Regions from separate parts of the Sus scrofa genome. Here region 2 is linked to region 1. A link is a contact called in public HiChIP or PLAC-seq data. All regions are on one chromosome and are shown on one strand. Each heading gives the region's core, a stretch centred on a gene start, on an enhancer-like site or on the middle of the called end of the contact. The rest is flanking DNA. Distances are from core to core; before and after follow the strand shown.

What was found. HiChIP or PLAC-seq counts read pairs in DNA pulled down with a chosen protein or histone mark.
Region 2: an H3K27ac HiChIP or PLAC-seq map of alveolar macrophages shows a contact between it and region 1. The contact joins two enhancer-like sites. A contact is called at or near these places in 3 of 47 Hi-C or Micro-C datasets (mesenteric adipose tissue, retroperitoneal adipose tissue and subcutaneous adipose tissue) and 1 of 2 datasets of contacts at active chromatin or transcription factors (alveolar macrophages).

What each region holds. Positions count from the first base shown.
Region 1 is chr13:194,851,702-194,859,015 of Sscrofa11.1, reverse strand. The region is part of intron 15 of TIAM1 (T-lymphoma invasion and metastasis-inducing protein 1); the gene reads left to right. Among named protein-coding and RNA genes, the nearest start is that of TIAM1, 380 kb to the left of the region's middle. Within about 2 kb of position 4,640, at least 6 of the 83 cell types and tissues checked have an H3K27ac peak or open chromatin away from gene starts, as enhancers often do. A contact at or near this core is called in alveolar macrophages, where this site is marked.
Region 2 is chr13:195,136,005-195,143,318 of Sscrofa11.1, reverse strand. It overlaps TIAM1 (T-lymphoma invasion and metastasis-inducing protein 1), which reads left to right. Exons shown (of 30, transcript XM_021070904.1): 2 at 5,359-5,411. All of the region lies in intron 1 of LOC110256474 (a long non-coding RNA gene), which reads right to left. Among named protein-coding and RNA genes, the nearest start is that of TIAM1, 96 kb to the left of the region's middle. Within about 2 kb of position 2,913, at least 10 of the 83 cell types and tissues checked have an H3K27ac peak or open chromatin away from gene starts, as enhancers often do. A contact at or near this core is called in alveolar macrophages, where this site is marked.

The DNA.
Region 1 (7,314 bases), core at 3,391-5,890:
TGATCTTTCGTGTTCTTCATGTGAAAACAATTTCTGTGTAAACATGCACTTATTTACAATTCAATAAAGCGCCTTTGGGGGCTGTTTAAAACAGATAGCCCATCTGGCTTCTGTGCTCTAGCAGAGCAGCCAAACTAGGGGAAAAAAGAAATATTTACCCTGGCTGTGATGAAGACTTTAGCTTTAAATTTTGCACCTTTAATCATTGGTGTTCTACTGTCGTAAAAAAGAAAAGGAAGGAAGGTCCTGTTGTGGCTCAGCGGTAATGAGCCAAAGTAGTATCCATGAGGATGCAGGTTCGATCCCTGGCCTCGCTCAGTGGGTTAAGGATCCAGCATTGCTGTGAGCTGTGGTGTAAGTCACAGATGCAGCTTGGATCTGGTGTTACTATGCCTGTGGTGTAGGCTGGCAGCTATAGCTCTGATTTGACCCCTAGCCTGGAAACTTCCACATGCCACACATGTGACCCTATAAAGCAAAAAAAAAAAAAAAAAAAAGGAAGTTCCTGCTGTGGCGCAGCGCGTTTACAATCTGACTGCAGCAGTTCCGGTCCCTGCAGAGGTGTGGGTTCATTCCCTGGCCCAGCGCAGTGGGTTCGAGGATCCAGTGCTATGACAGACGAGGCTCAGATTCAATCCCTGGCCCAAGAGCTTCCATATGCTCGGGGTGTGGCCACAAAAAATTGAAAAGAAAAGAAAAAATGGATGTATCAGGAGTAGAATACTTTATCTCACAGTGTAATGAAGAAATTATCCTCCCCCCCCCAGATATATATTATTCTCCTTTCCCTCACAAATGATGCTAATGGAACAGATTTTGGTGTGAGTTGGGGGTCCCCAAGATCATCCCTAGGTTCTCTGATTCACTAAGAGGACCCCCTGGACAAAGCTTATGGTCATATCTGTGACCATGATTTATGACAGCAGAACTATACCAAACAGCCTCAGTTAAAGGGAGAGGCACATGGGGTGAAGTCCAAGAAAACCAAGTTCAAGCTTCCAAAAGGCCTCCCCCATCACACAGGACGTCCCTCATTCCCCAGCAACAAGCCGGGACAATGTGTGAACTATTGTGCAGTAGACGTTTGTGAGGGATTCAGTGCCCAGGGTTTTTGTTGGGAGGCTGGTCACGTAGGCACCCCCTGCCTAGCATGTACCCAAACTCCCGAGCCCCCGGAGGGAGCAGGTGTTCTACATAGACTGTGTGGTTGGCACTAATTCTAGACACAATGAGCTACATCAGGGTGTTGGGAACCCTCCCAAAATCTGAGTTCTCAGATGCCAGCCAGGAGCCCAACTTGTCAGTGGGCCTTTCAAAGAATAGCAGTCAGGCTGGCTTTGTGAAGGCTTTCCCACCCCATTGTCTGCATTCTGGTGTAGTTAAATGTGTAATCCTTTCCATATATTGAAGGCTGGCCTTCTTGGCGTGACCCTTTCTGACTTGGATGGCATTAGAGTTGGTGCTCAGGTAAGGTATATAGGGAAACGCATATTTTATCGGAGCTCGATGGGTCAGGAATGACGAAGTTAACTGAGGCACTGACAGTCAGCAAAGCTCAGTGGCTCCCAAGAGTGTGATGCTTTCTCCTAGTCACCAGATGTCCTCTGGGACCTTTTCTGTATGTGGTCCTCACTCGAGGACCCAGGCCTGCAGCCGCTGCCACCTGGGACATTGTCTGCCTCTTGGCAGAGGGCAGAGAGGGAAGATGTTGAATCAGGCACTGGCTCATTTCCAGTTTGCTCATCAAAGCAAGTCACAGGGGATAGGAGAGCAAAGATATGTGAGGTGTAGTCCTACTGTGTGCTGGAAAGAAGGCGAACTAGAAAACTCGGTGAAAGGATATAAAAGCCACTATGAATGCTCACTTGCCTTTTTTTTTTTTTTTTTTTTTTTTTTTTTTTGTCTTTTTGCCTTTTCTAGGGCCGCTTCCCTTGGCATATGGAGGTTCCCAGGCTAGGGGTCTAATCGGAGCTGTAGCCGCCAGCCTACACCACAGCCACAGCAATGGCCTACACCACAGCCACAACAACGTGGGATCCGAGCTGTGTCTGCGACCTACACCACAGCTCACGGCAATGCTGGATCCTTAACCCACTGAGCAAGGCCAGGTATCGAACCCGCCACCTCATGGTTCCTAGTCGGATTCGTTGACCACTGCGCCACGACGGGAACTCCTTCACTTGCCTTTTCTTTTTTTAAAACCATTATAGTTGATTGACAGTGTTGTACCAATTTCTGCTGTACAGCAAAAGTGACCCAGTCAAACATCTCTATATGTATATACATTCTTTTTCTCATATTATCTTCCATCATGCTCTATCCCAAGAGACTGGCTATAGCTCCCCGTGCCCTGTGGCAGGACCTCATGATTATCCATTCTCCCGTTTCTTTCGGAATGAACTGACTAGGCTTTTTAGCATTTGCACCTCTTCAAACCCCTTGCCTGGGGAGCAGCATCTTTGATTTCTTCTGCAGGGCTCTGCCACAGGCAACCAGCCTGCCTCTCAGAACCCTCACTGGAGGGTGCTGGCCCAATGAAGAGACCCTCCTTTTGAACCCCGGGCCACTGGCATTACACCTTCACACTGTTTCTTTCTTTCTTTTGTTTTTTTCTTTTTTTCTTTCTTGTTTTAAAGATTTCAGCGGGGAACATCTGCAGCTTCTGTCTCATGAGGGAAACGTTTCCTTTTTTTTTTTTTTAACAGCTACACCTACAGCATATGAATGTTCCCAGGCTATGGGTCAAATTGGAGCTGCAACTGCTGGCCACACCCGCAGCAATGCTGGATCTGAGCCACATCTGCAACCTGCGCTACAACTCACAGCAACGCTGGATCCTTAACTTCCTGAGTGAGGCCAAAGACGGGGCCCATATTCTTCTCATGGATACTGTGTTGGGTTCTTAACCTGCTGAGCCACAACGGGAACTCCGCACTGTTTACCTCTTGACTTTAAAACTAAAGACTCCAGGAGTTCCTGTCCTGGCTTGGCGAAAAATGAATCTGACCAGCATCCATGAGGACGCAGGTTCAATCCTTGGCCTCTCTCAGTGGGTTAAGGATCTGGCATTGCCGTGAGCTGTGGTGTAGGTCACAGACCTGGCTCGGATCCCGTGTTGCTGTGGCTGTGGTGTAGGCCAGCAGCTACAGCTCTGATTCAACCCCTTCCCTAGCCTTGAAACCTCCATATATACCAAGAGTGCGGCACTAAAAAACAAAAAATGAAAAAAACCAACCAAACAAAAAAACTAAAGACATCATAAAGCCAGAGGATGTTTTTGATGGCGAGGGATGAGGGATGAATGTGTCTAAAAGGCTTCATACGCAGCAGAAGTGTGACGTCAATAATTAAAGCAGTAGTGAGTTGCGGTGCTACAAATAAAAACTGAAATGCACCACAGTGGGGACTCTTTTTTTCTTTGGTTTACTTTCTATCTCTTGAGTAAGGGTCAACTGTAGCAAGAGGCAAGAGGGGGCTGAATTTCAAAGCTCTTGGACTCAAATCCTAAGATTGATTGATTTGAGGACTCAGAAATAGAAACGAGGCATAATCCTGCCATACTTTTTATACTTTTTTTTTTTTGCCTTTTCTAGGGCCGCTTCCTGTGGCATATGGAGGTTCCCAGGCTAGGGGTCTAATCGGAGCTGTAGCCACCGGCCTATACCACAGCCACAGCAACGCAGGATCTGAGCCGCATCTGCGACCTACACCACAGCTCACGGAAACGCCAGATCCTTAACCCACTGAGCAAGGGCAGGGATCGAACCTGCCACCTCATGGTTCTTAGTCAGATTCATTAACCACTATGCCACGACGGGAACTCCAGTTTTTATTCTTTTTTATGGGAGTGACTGAGAGGCTCATAGACCCCACTTAGGTTTCCACACTGAAGGGGTACCAGGGTATCAGGCACCCACCCATAAGTATTGTCAGTGGTGCTTCTTCCATGACCTGACATGAAGAAGCAGGGCTTTGTTGGGGGGAGGTGTGTTCATTTCCAGTTGTCCTGGACCACCCCAGCTGTTGTCAGCCACAGAATCCCATGCTCAGAGATTGTGATGATGTCAGGTAATGAGGTTCTCAAGGCTGAGGCTGGACGTCTATCCTTAGATTGCTGCCCGGTACAACCCGTCTAGTAATTTCCAGACTTCACCTTGGAACGCTGCTCTCCAAGGCTGATACCTTCAGCTAATCCATTTATTCTCAGGGCCTAGTTCCTGCTGTAAGGACGTGTTCCCACAGCATATTGACCGAGTCTCCCGGTCCTAAGAGAGTCTTGCCTCTGACCTCAACAGCTACCAAGGATTTTAAATGCAGCCCATCTCTCTCTGACATTAGCACCTAAGCACAGCTTTCTGTGGTACAATCAAGTCCAGGGTCTGTAAAATGACCAGCACACATCCATCAACCCATAGCAAAAAAACAAACAAAAAACCTAACTGCAAACCAAACACTGCCTTTTATAGAATCGTGTAGGAGGAAACGATGACTTAATAATCCCACTGACTAAATGAATGGAAAGATTTCACACTTGCCTAATTTCTCTCTTGCTCCTCCCTCCGCCTCAGCCCTCAGGACTGTCTCAGACCTTGTTGTTGAAATGAGTTCGGATAATTTTGTAATTGACTCATAAGCATGATCCCCTAGGCTGCCTTGAAGGGAAAGTATGTGTCATTTCAGCAACTGAGTGTGCCTTTTCCTCTGGGGACTTCTTAGACTGTTGCATTCTTGGTCTTGGGTCCCCTCTATGGCAGAGGTGTCTGCTTTTCTTACTTTCTCAGTTTTGCTGTGTCCTGGACTCTGGTTCTGAGTACTTCTGTTCTGTTTGTGAGGTTGTCATGATTTTTCTCTGGTCATGAATTTCAGTAGGAGGGGTCTTCTGGGTATTCAACGCAGGAGTTGCCGCTTGGTTTCTTCACTCTGTTTTACTCACTTCCTTCACTTCCAAGATCTTAGGCCACTCATGGTGCCGGCTGGTCTTCATAACGCTAAGCCTTCTGAAGGGGTGGGTGTATTGGGTTAATATTGAATGACTCCCTGGGGCCCCTACTGGCAAGTCATTTTGGGCTGTATTAACATTTGTTTGTCAGGAACTGGGTTCGTCCTTCCTTCCTTTCCTTTCCTTTTTTTTTTTTTCTTTTTCTTTTTCATAATTCCTATTGAATCAGATTTTCTTCTCGTATTTTAAGAAAGCAAGTTTTCCTTTTTACAGGACTAGATGCTTTTGGAGGAAGGCTTATTTATTTATTTATTTATCTATCTTTTTTAAAAATTTTTTTGGCAGGGGAGACCCGCACCCACAACACAGGGAAGTTGGCAGGCTAGGGGTCGACTCAGAGCTGCAGGTGCCAGCCTACGCCACAGCCACAGCAACTTGGCATCTGAGCCACGTCGGTGACCTACACTCATGACTTACAGCTACAGTACGATCTACAGTTTAGGGCCGCCCTAAAAAGACCAATAATAATAATAATAATACAAGTGAATCTATGTGCAAAACAGAAATAGACTCAGACTTAGTGAACAATCTTCTGGTTACCAAAGGGAGGGAGGGATGGAGGGACAAGTAAATTAGGAGTATGGGATTAACAGACACAAACTACTAATACATAAAATAGATAAGCAACAAGGATTTACTATATAGCACAGGAAATCATATCAGGATCTTGTAATACCTGTAGTGGATTCCAGTCTTAAAACAGAATCACTCTGCTATACACCTGAAACTGATGCAACATTGTATATCCGTTATACTTTTTTTTTTTTTTTTTTTTTTTTTTGCTTTTTAGGGGTACATACGTGGCATATGGAGGTTCCCAGGCTAGAGGTCAAATCATAGCTGCAGATGCCAGCATACACCACAGCCACAGAAACACAGGATCTGAGATGGGTCTTTGACCTATACCACACCTCACCACAATGCCAGATCCTTAAAACTGAGCAAGGCCAGGATCGAACCTGCAACTCATGGTTACTAGTTGGATTCGTTTCCGCTGCACTGCAACGGGAGCTCCAATACTTCAACTTTAAAAAAACCTGATTTTGCTGATGGAAATCCTTGTATTCTTCAGTGACCTTAAATAATCTAGCTATAGTGTTTAATATTTTCTTTGCCTGTGTTATTCTAGGAGATGGCTATATCCCCACCTTCCCCCCAGTGTGCAAATTATTGGCATCTTGAAAGGGAGGCTGCTCCTTGAGACTTTTTTTTTTTTTTTTTTTTTGTCTTTTTGCCTTTTCTAGGGCCACTTCCCTTGGCATATGGAGGTTCCCAGGCTAGGGGTCCAATCAGAGCTGTAGCCACCGGCCAAAGCCAGAGCCACAGCAATGCGGGATCTGAGCCGCATCTGCAACCTACACCACAGCTCATGGCAATGCCTGATCCTTAACCCACTGAGCGAGGCCAGGGACCGAACCCGCAACCTCATCATGGTTCCTAGTCAGATTCGTTAACCCCTGCGCCACAACGGGAACTCCTTTTTATTTATTTATTTATTTTTATTTTTGTGTTTTTTTCCTTGGGACTCTTGATAGCCTTAGCGGTGTACATTGCATGTCTGCGTGGGGAAAGCCGTCTTTCTCAATAGGGAGACGCTCCTGTTTGCCTGACCCTTAAATTGTCCTCCAGTATGAACTTCTGGGCAGAACCAAAGGAAACATTTGTTAATCATGGGCTTCCTCATGCGTGATTTCCAAAGGAGCTTATTGCTGTCATTCTTTTTCAGTCCTCTTTCCCTACCACAGAGGTATAATCTGTTTCTCAGATCCACGTTTGGTACCCAGTTGCCCAGTGCAAATTTCACAGGCACTGGCATCTTCAGGCTGGATGACTTCCCAGCCCCTACCCCACTCCCATGATTGCCTTTCAATCAGGAAAAAGGAGGACCAAGAAGAAAGGCAGCAAATGAATGCCTAGACCATCTCCACTGACCTTGGCTGAAGGTGACTTGCAGGAGGCTTTCAACGCATCGTCTCTCCTGACATCTTCCAATCAAGCAAGCTCTTCCCCTGACACCCAGAGTGTGCTCATTTTATTTTTAGTACTGAAATTTGCATTAAAAATGTAGTCGAGTTCCCACGGTGGCTCAGCCAATTAAGGATCCGATGTCGTCTCTGTGAGCGTGTTGGTTTGATCCGTGGCCTCACTCAGTGGGTTAAGGATCCATGAGCTGCAGCATAGGTTGCAGATGCAGCTCAGTTCTGGCATGGCTGTGACACAGGCCTTGGCTGCAGCTACAATTTGACCCCTAGCCTGGAACCTCCGCGTGCCACAGGTGTGGTGGTAAAAAGAAAAAAAAAAATATATATATATTG
Region 2 (7,314 bases), core at 1,664-4,163, 290 kb before region 1:
CTATGAGGTTTGTACTGAATGGTAAAGGGGGAAACTGTAGCCCAGAGAGGGTGAGCCACGAATCCTTGGTCACACAGCAGGTGAAGGACCTAGCTGGTGTCTATAACCCTTACAGATGCAAGGTAAGGGCTGACTCCATGGTGGAGATCACCCCTGCCCTAAAATGGGGCCCCTGCTGACAGCGTCTGGGCATATCCTGTCTACTCACTCTGTTAGTCCTTTGCTTCCCCTTCTGCTTTGCTGCCTTCCACACCCCCCTTGCCTCCACGCCCTGAGCTTTGCAGAACCTCAGGACGAGACTTTCCATAGCCCGGAACTGTTTTTTGCTATTGCTTGTACATCCGAGCACCTGCTGAGCTGATGAGCTTTTGAAATGTCACTTGACTGTCAGGAGGGAGCTGTGAGCAATTTGCAGGAACGCACCATCCCAGCTGCTTCCCTGGGGCGGGTGGTGTTGGGGGGTGGGGTGGGCGGAGGGGAGGTGTGGTTCCTCCACCAGCCCTGACCCTCTGGGTGAGGGCGAGAGACGCTTTGTTCTTGCTTCCCAGGCTGGCACAGGTACCCGCCTGCCAGCACGGTCATTTCTCTTCACCTGGACAGATGGTGGATGTTTCCAGACTGTGTTTCTCTTACAGCACTGGCTCTTCACTGGGGGTCCACGTTTGAGAACTCGATTAAATTTTCGACCTCTTTCTGTGTTTCTCTTTCAGAAAAATGCACATGGATACAAAGTTCTGTATATAAATTCTGGATTTTCATGGGAACCCTTACATGCAAAGCCTTCTTTTTTTTTTTTTTTTTTTTTTTTTTTTTTTTGTCTTTTTGCTATTTTTCTTGGGCCGCTTTTGCGGCATATGGAGGTTCCCAGGCTAGGGGTCGAATCGGAGCTGTAGCCACTGGCCTACACCAGAGCCACAGCAACGCGGGATCCGAGCCGCCTCTGCAACCTACACCACAGCTCACGGCAACGCCGGATTGTTAACCCATTGAGCAAGGGCAGGGACTGAACCTGCAACCTCATGGTTCCTAGTTGGATTCGTTAACCACTGCGCCACGACGGGAACTCCCTTTTTTTTTTTTTTTTTTTGCAAAGCCTTCTTGAACGTATCTTGTTCCCCATACACATATTATGAAATCTAGCTTAAGAACTAGTTCTCCCCCAGTCGAGGGTAAATACAGAAAATTAAATTCCTGGTCCTCTGTTCCTCTTCACTTTCCATTGTTGTCAGAAGCTGGGCAGAAGACCATATTGCACAAAGAGGTGATATAAGAGATAGGGAGTTCCCATTGTGGCGCAGTGGAAATGAATCCAACTAGGAACCATGAGGTTGCAGGTTTGATCCCTGGCCTCGCTCCATGGGTTGAGGATCCGGTGTTGCCATGAGCTGTGGTATAGGTCGCAGACACGGCTCGGATCCTGCATGGCTGTGGCTGTGGTGTAGGCGGCAGCTACAGTTCCAATTAGACTCCTAGCCTGGGAACCTCCGTGTGCCTTGGGTGTGGCCCTCAAAAGACCAAAGACAAAAAAAAAAAAAAAAAAAAAGAGGTGATATAAGAGATAATAGCAAAAGTGTGTTGTGGGGTTAAGAAGCAGAAAGGGGAGTGAGGTCCACTGGGGAGGCAGGAGGAACCCCCTCTTCGGCTGTTCAGGCTGCTTTGACAAAGTACCAAGGTTGGGTGACGTGAATGCTGTAAATTTCTCATAGTTCTGGAGACTGGGACGTCCATGGTCAAGGCACCATTGGATCTTGGTTTACAGATGGCTGTCACATGACAGGAGGGGTGAGGGAGCTCTTGGGTCTCTTTCATAAGAGCACTAACCCCATCTGTGAGGGCGCCACCCTCATGACCTAATCACCTCCCAAAGCCCTCACCTGCTAAGACCATCAGTCACCTCCCCAAACCCTCACCTCCTAAGACCATCAATCACCTCCCAAAGCCCTCACCTGCTAAGACCATTGATCACTTCCTGAAGCCTTCACCCGCTAAGACCATCAATCACCTCCCAAAGCCTCACCTCCTAAGACCATCAGTTACCACCTAGAGCCCTCCTAAGACCATCAGTCACCTCCCAAAGCCCTCACCTCCTAAAACCATCAGTCACCTCCCAAAGCCCTCACCTCCTAAAACCGTCAATCACCTCCCAAAGCCCTCACCTCCTAAGACCATCAGTTACCACCTAGAGCCCTCCTAAGACCATCAGTCACCTCCCAAAGCCCTCACCTCCTAAAACCGTCAATCACCTCCCAAAGCCCTCACCTCCTAAGACCATCAGTTACCACCTAGAGCCCTCCTAAGACCATCAGTCACCTCCCAAAGCCCTCACCTGCTAAGACCATTGATCACTTCCTGAAGCCCTCACCTGCTAAGACCATCAATCACCTCCCAAAGCCTCACCTCCTAAGACCATCAGTCACCTCCCAAAGCCCTCACCTCCTAAAACCGTCAATCACCTCCCAAAGCCCTCACCTCCTAAGACCATCACACTGGGGGTTAGATTTCAACATGTGAATTTGGGGGGACACCCAAATTCACCCTGCACCCCGTAGAAGGAAGGAGAGAGGGTCACCTGACAGAAGCTGTGACCTGTGGTGGAGAGCCCCCCAGGTGACCCTGCAGATAGGAAGCAGGGGGAGACAGGCCCCTTCTTTGCTTCTCCTCCTCCCACTCTCCTGGCTTCCACTGGTACCTCCCAAGGGCCTGAAGGGCAAGAGAGCTGGATGGATACAGGTCATAGAGGTCAGCCTCCCAGGGCACAGATCTCAGTGGATGAAGATGGGAAGTAGCCTGAAGGGCAACCAGAGAATATTGTCGCCCTTCAGGATTTTTTTATCCTGTAGATGGCATTGTCATGAGTGCAGGAAGTGGCCTGCCATCTGTACAGGCTCTCCCCAGAGAGTAGGCATCTAGGGAAGTTGCTTAGCTTGTGCTATGGATGTTTTGTAATCCTGTTAGTGACTGAAAGCTTCCTGTTCTTTTCAGATGCATTTAAATCCAGTCTTTTATCTTTTTTCTATTTTATTTGTGTGCCTATTATTACAAGGCCATTTTTTTTTTTTTTTTCCTTTTTAGGGCCGCACCTGTGTCACATGGAAGTTCCCAGGCTAGGGGTCGAATTGGAGCTGTAGCTGCTGGCCTACACCACGGCCACGGCAACACCAGATCCAAGCCACATCTGTAACCCACGCCACAGCTTGCAGAAACACTGGCTTTTTAACCCTCTGAGCGAGGCCAGGGATTGAACCTGCATCCTCACGGACACTGTGTTGGGTTGTTCTTAACCTGCTGAGCCACCATGGGAACTCCTACGAGGCCACTTTGAAAGGCTTCCTTATATATCACCATGATGAACCAGTCTGCCTTTGTATTACAGGGGATTGTATATAAATCACTCACGTGGCATTGTGTTCAAAGGTGGTTTTCTTTTGATAGCTTGATATATTAGAAATGCACATTTCTGGATTTTGCACACAGAGAAATTACGTGGGGAGGCAATTGAGAAATTAAAAAGTGTTCTGCTGTGTAAGGAGTTATGAGGCTGTGCATGGAACTGACGTCATGAGCTTGGATCTGGGAGGTCTGGGATCTGTTCCTGGCACCTGCTCACACTTGCTCTGTGACCTTGGAGACCTCTAGACATCAGCATTTCTATTTGTAAGGTGGAGTTAACGTGACCGACAAAGACTCTCCTTAGTCAGACTCCTGTGAGTCCTTTTTTCTGTCTAGTTCTAGACCTTGGTCCCTGCCCTGTCTTTGGCCTGCCTAGCCCAGTTTCAGCAAGAATCCTGCTAAGTCAGTTTAGAGAGACTCCCCCTCTGCCCCTTGATATGTGATCCCCTTTGATATCTGATCACCCTGGGTTGCCTTGAGCAGAAACCCTATTGTCTGTTTGTTTACCAAGAATCTCCCTCCCCTGCGGTCTCCTCTTAGTAGTTTTCTGTCCACTGACCCCCTCACTCTGCTTATTTGCTGTAAATCTTCAGGTGTCTTTGCTCTATTCGGAGTTGAGCCCCATCTCTCTCCTGTTTTGCAGTAGCCCTGCAAAAAGTCTTGCCATTTTAACAAGCATCAGAATAATTTTTAATTTTTTTAATTTTTTAAATTTTTTTTGTCTTTTTGCCTTTTCTAGGGCTGCTCCTGCGGCACATGGAGGTTCCCAGGATAGGGGTCTAATCGGAGCTGTAGCCACTGGCCTATGCCCCAGCCATGGCAACGTGGGATCCGAGCAGCGTCTGCAACCTACACCACAGCTCACGGGCAACACCGGATCCTTAACCCACTGAGCAAGGCCAGGGATCAAACCTGCAACCTCATGGTTCCTAGTCAGATTCGTCAACCACTGCACCAGACGGGAACTCCCAGAATAATTTTTTCTTTAGCTTTACTCACCAGAAAACCTTGGAATCATTCAGGATCCTTAAGGGCCTCAGTGTCCAGGCTCACCCAAGGTTGAGAGCCACGGGGAGCTCACTGTGAGGGTCCAGCACCTCAGGGCAGCAAAGGAGGAGGCTGTTCACTCCCTTGGGGGCTGGTTCTCATTGTTAAGAAGCTCTGCCTCCATTTCAAGCTCAAAATCTGCCTTCATTTTTACTCATTGATCTCAATTCCACCTTTCCTCAAACCTGTTCCCTTCTTCATTAAGTGAATAAGTTAGGAGTTCCCTGGTGGTGCAGTGGGTTAAAGATCCAGTGGAGTCGCTGCAGTGGCCCAGGTCACTGCTGTGGCATGGGGTTGATCCCTGGCCCTGGAACTTCCACATGCCATGGGTCTGACTTAAAAAAGAAAGAAAGGAAGGAAGGAGGGAAGGAAGAAAGAAAGAAAGAATAATTTAGCTTCTTTTTTTTTTTTTTTTTTTTTTTGCCTGCACCAATGGCATGCAATAGTTCCCAGGCCAGGGATCAACCCTGTGCCGCAACAGTGACAATGCCAGATACTCAACCACTAGGCCACCAGGGAACTCCTAATTTAGCTTCTTAAATTTAACCATCTTAATGAAGATAATTTTGAACAGTGTCTATATTGCCCTTCTTACATTCTTGAACAGGCCTTTGAGCTTGGTTGAGCCTATGTTGCTGACTCTGGGATATGGTTCCTGTAAGAGGCTGCACTGGGGTGGTGCCCTGGAGTGGGGGGGGCTCTCCTCTGTGTGGACTGCGTGCTTACTGCACTAACTCTTGGATTGCACTGTTCCTCTGCCTCCAATGCTAAGTCCTTTGTTTCTTTTGTCTGTTCTTAGCTCTTGCTGACGCCTTGTTTTATAAATGACGGGCTTCTTTTTCTTTCATGGAGAAAAGTACATGGGCTTTTTGAAAGCTGTTTATCACTCAGAAGTCTTTTGTTTGTTTGTTTAATTTCTAGATTGATGGCTGTTTTCCAAATGTTGACATTATCAGAAGCCTGACCTCCACGTGGTATGTATGCTTTGAAGGACTTTCTGGGTGCACCAAGGTTATATAAATATGTAAGCTTTTTCATGTATTTGTTTATCATTTAGCCCTAAATCTGGGCCTAGTGCTTGTTGATTTTTACCCTTTATTCTTTCTGCATCACTTCATTTCTGGGTATATTTGAAAAGCAGTGACTTTTATAGGATCAAAACAACCAAAGTCATTTTCTAGAAGAAAGAATTCTAGGGTGAGGGTTTATTTCTTTAAAAAGAAAATCAGATTTCCTTCTTTTTTTTTTTTCTTTTTTTTTTTTTTTTTTTTTTTGGTCTTTTGTCTTTTTAGGGCTGCACCCACAGCATATGTAGGTTTCCAGGCTAGAGGTCTAATTAAACCTATAGCTGCCAGCCTACGTCACAGCCACAGCAACGCCACATCTGAGCCGTGTCTGCGATCTACACCATAGCTCATGGCAACACCGGATCCTTAACCCACTGAGTGAGGCCAGGGATCGAACCTGCAACCTCATGGTTCCTAGTCAGATTTGTTTCCGCTGTGCAACAGCGGGAACTCCAGATTTATTTATAAATATTTCAATATGACTCTGTAAAAATAAGAATTCTTTTCGTTAAACATCAACACAGTACTGTTTTCACACAAAAAATGAGCAGTAATTCATTTCTTAATATTACTGAATATTCATGTTCAAATTTCCCTGGTTGTCTAAGAAATATATTTTCACAGTTAGTTAAAAATACCCCAGGAGGGAGTTTCCTCATGGCTCCGTGAGTTAAGAATCCAGTGTTGTCACTGCTGTGGCTCTGGTTACAGTTGTAGTGCAGGTTTGATCCCTGGCCTGGGAACTTCCGCATGTCACAGGTGGCAGCTATAGGTCTAATTAAACCTATAGCTGCCAGCCTACGTCACAGCCACAGCAACTCGAGATCAGAGCCACATCTGTGACCTACACCACAGCTCATGGCAACGCTGGATCCTTAACCCACTGAGCAAGACCAGGGATCAAACCTGAAACTCATGGTTCCTAATCAGATTCGTTAACCACTGAGCCACGACGAGAACTCCTCTTAAGCCTCTTTTAATACACAGGTTCCTTTCTAGCTCTTGTTCTCTCTTATGATAAATGTGCTCAAGAAGCTCTATCTTTTGTCCTATGTGGTTTCCTACGATGTAGATTTTGCTGCCAACATCCCGGTGTTGTCATTTCGCATGCTTCATTGTTCCCTCAAACACCCTATAAGCTAAAGGCTTGATCAGATTTAGGTTCCGATTTTGAGGCAAGACTATCTCATACATGATAGTATAACTTCCATCCGGTGACATAGTCTTTCTTTTTTTTTTTTGTCTTTTTGCTATTTCTTTGGGCCACTCCCGTGGCATATGGAGGTTCCCAGGCTAGGGGTTGAATCGGAGCTGTAGCCACCGGCCTACGCCAGAGCCACAGCAACGCGGGATCCGAGCCACGTCTGCAACCTACACCACAGCTCACGGCAACGCCGGATCCTTAACCCACTGAGCAAGGGCAGGGACTGAACCCGCAACCTCATGGTTCCTAGTCGGATTCGCTAACCCACTGCACCACGACGGGAACTCCAGTGACATAGTCTTTCTCTTTTGAAAATGTTAATATTGACAGGTATTGTTTAATCCGATCATCCAGTATTTGGGTCCCATTCGGCCTTTTCCCTCATAGTTTTAGCCAATGATGTTTCATACGGGTGTCTAGATTCATTCCTTTTTTAGGGGTTACAAAAAGGTGATATTCTTATGGTCATTTCTTCTGTATTTATTAGCTGGATGATTTCTATAAGGAAGAACTTTATTTCAAACTTTAGAAAAAATTCCCTCGAGGTATAGTTTGTATATAAAAGGCAGAAAAGGAGTTCCGGTTGTGGCTCAGAGGGTTAAGAAT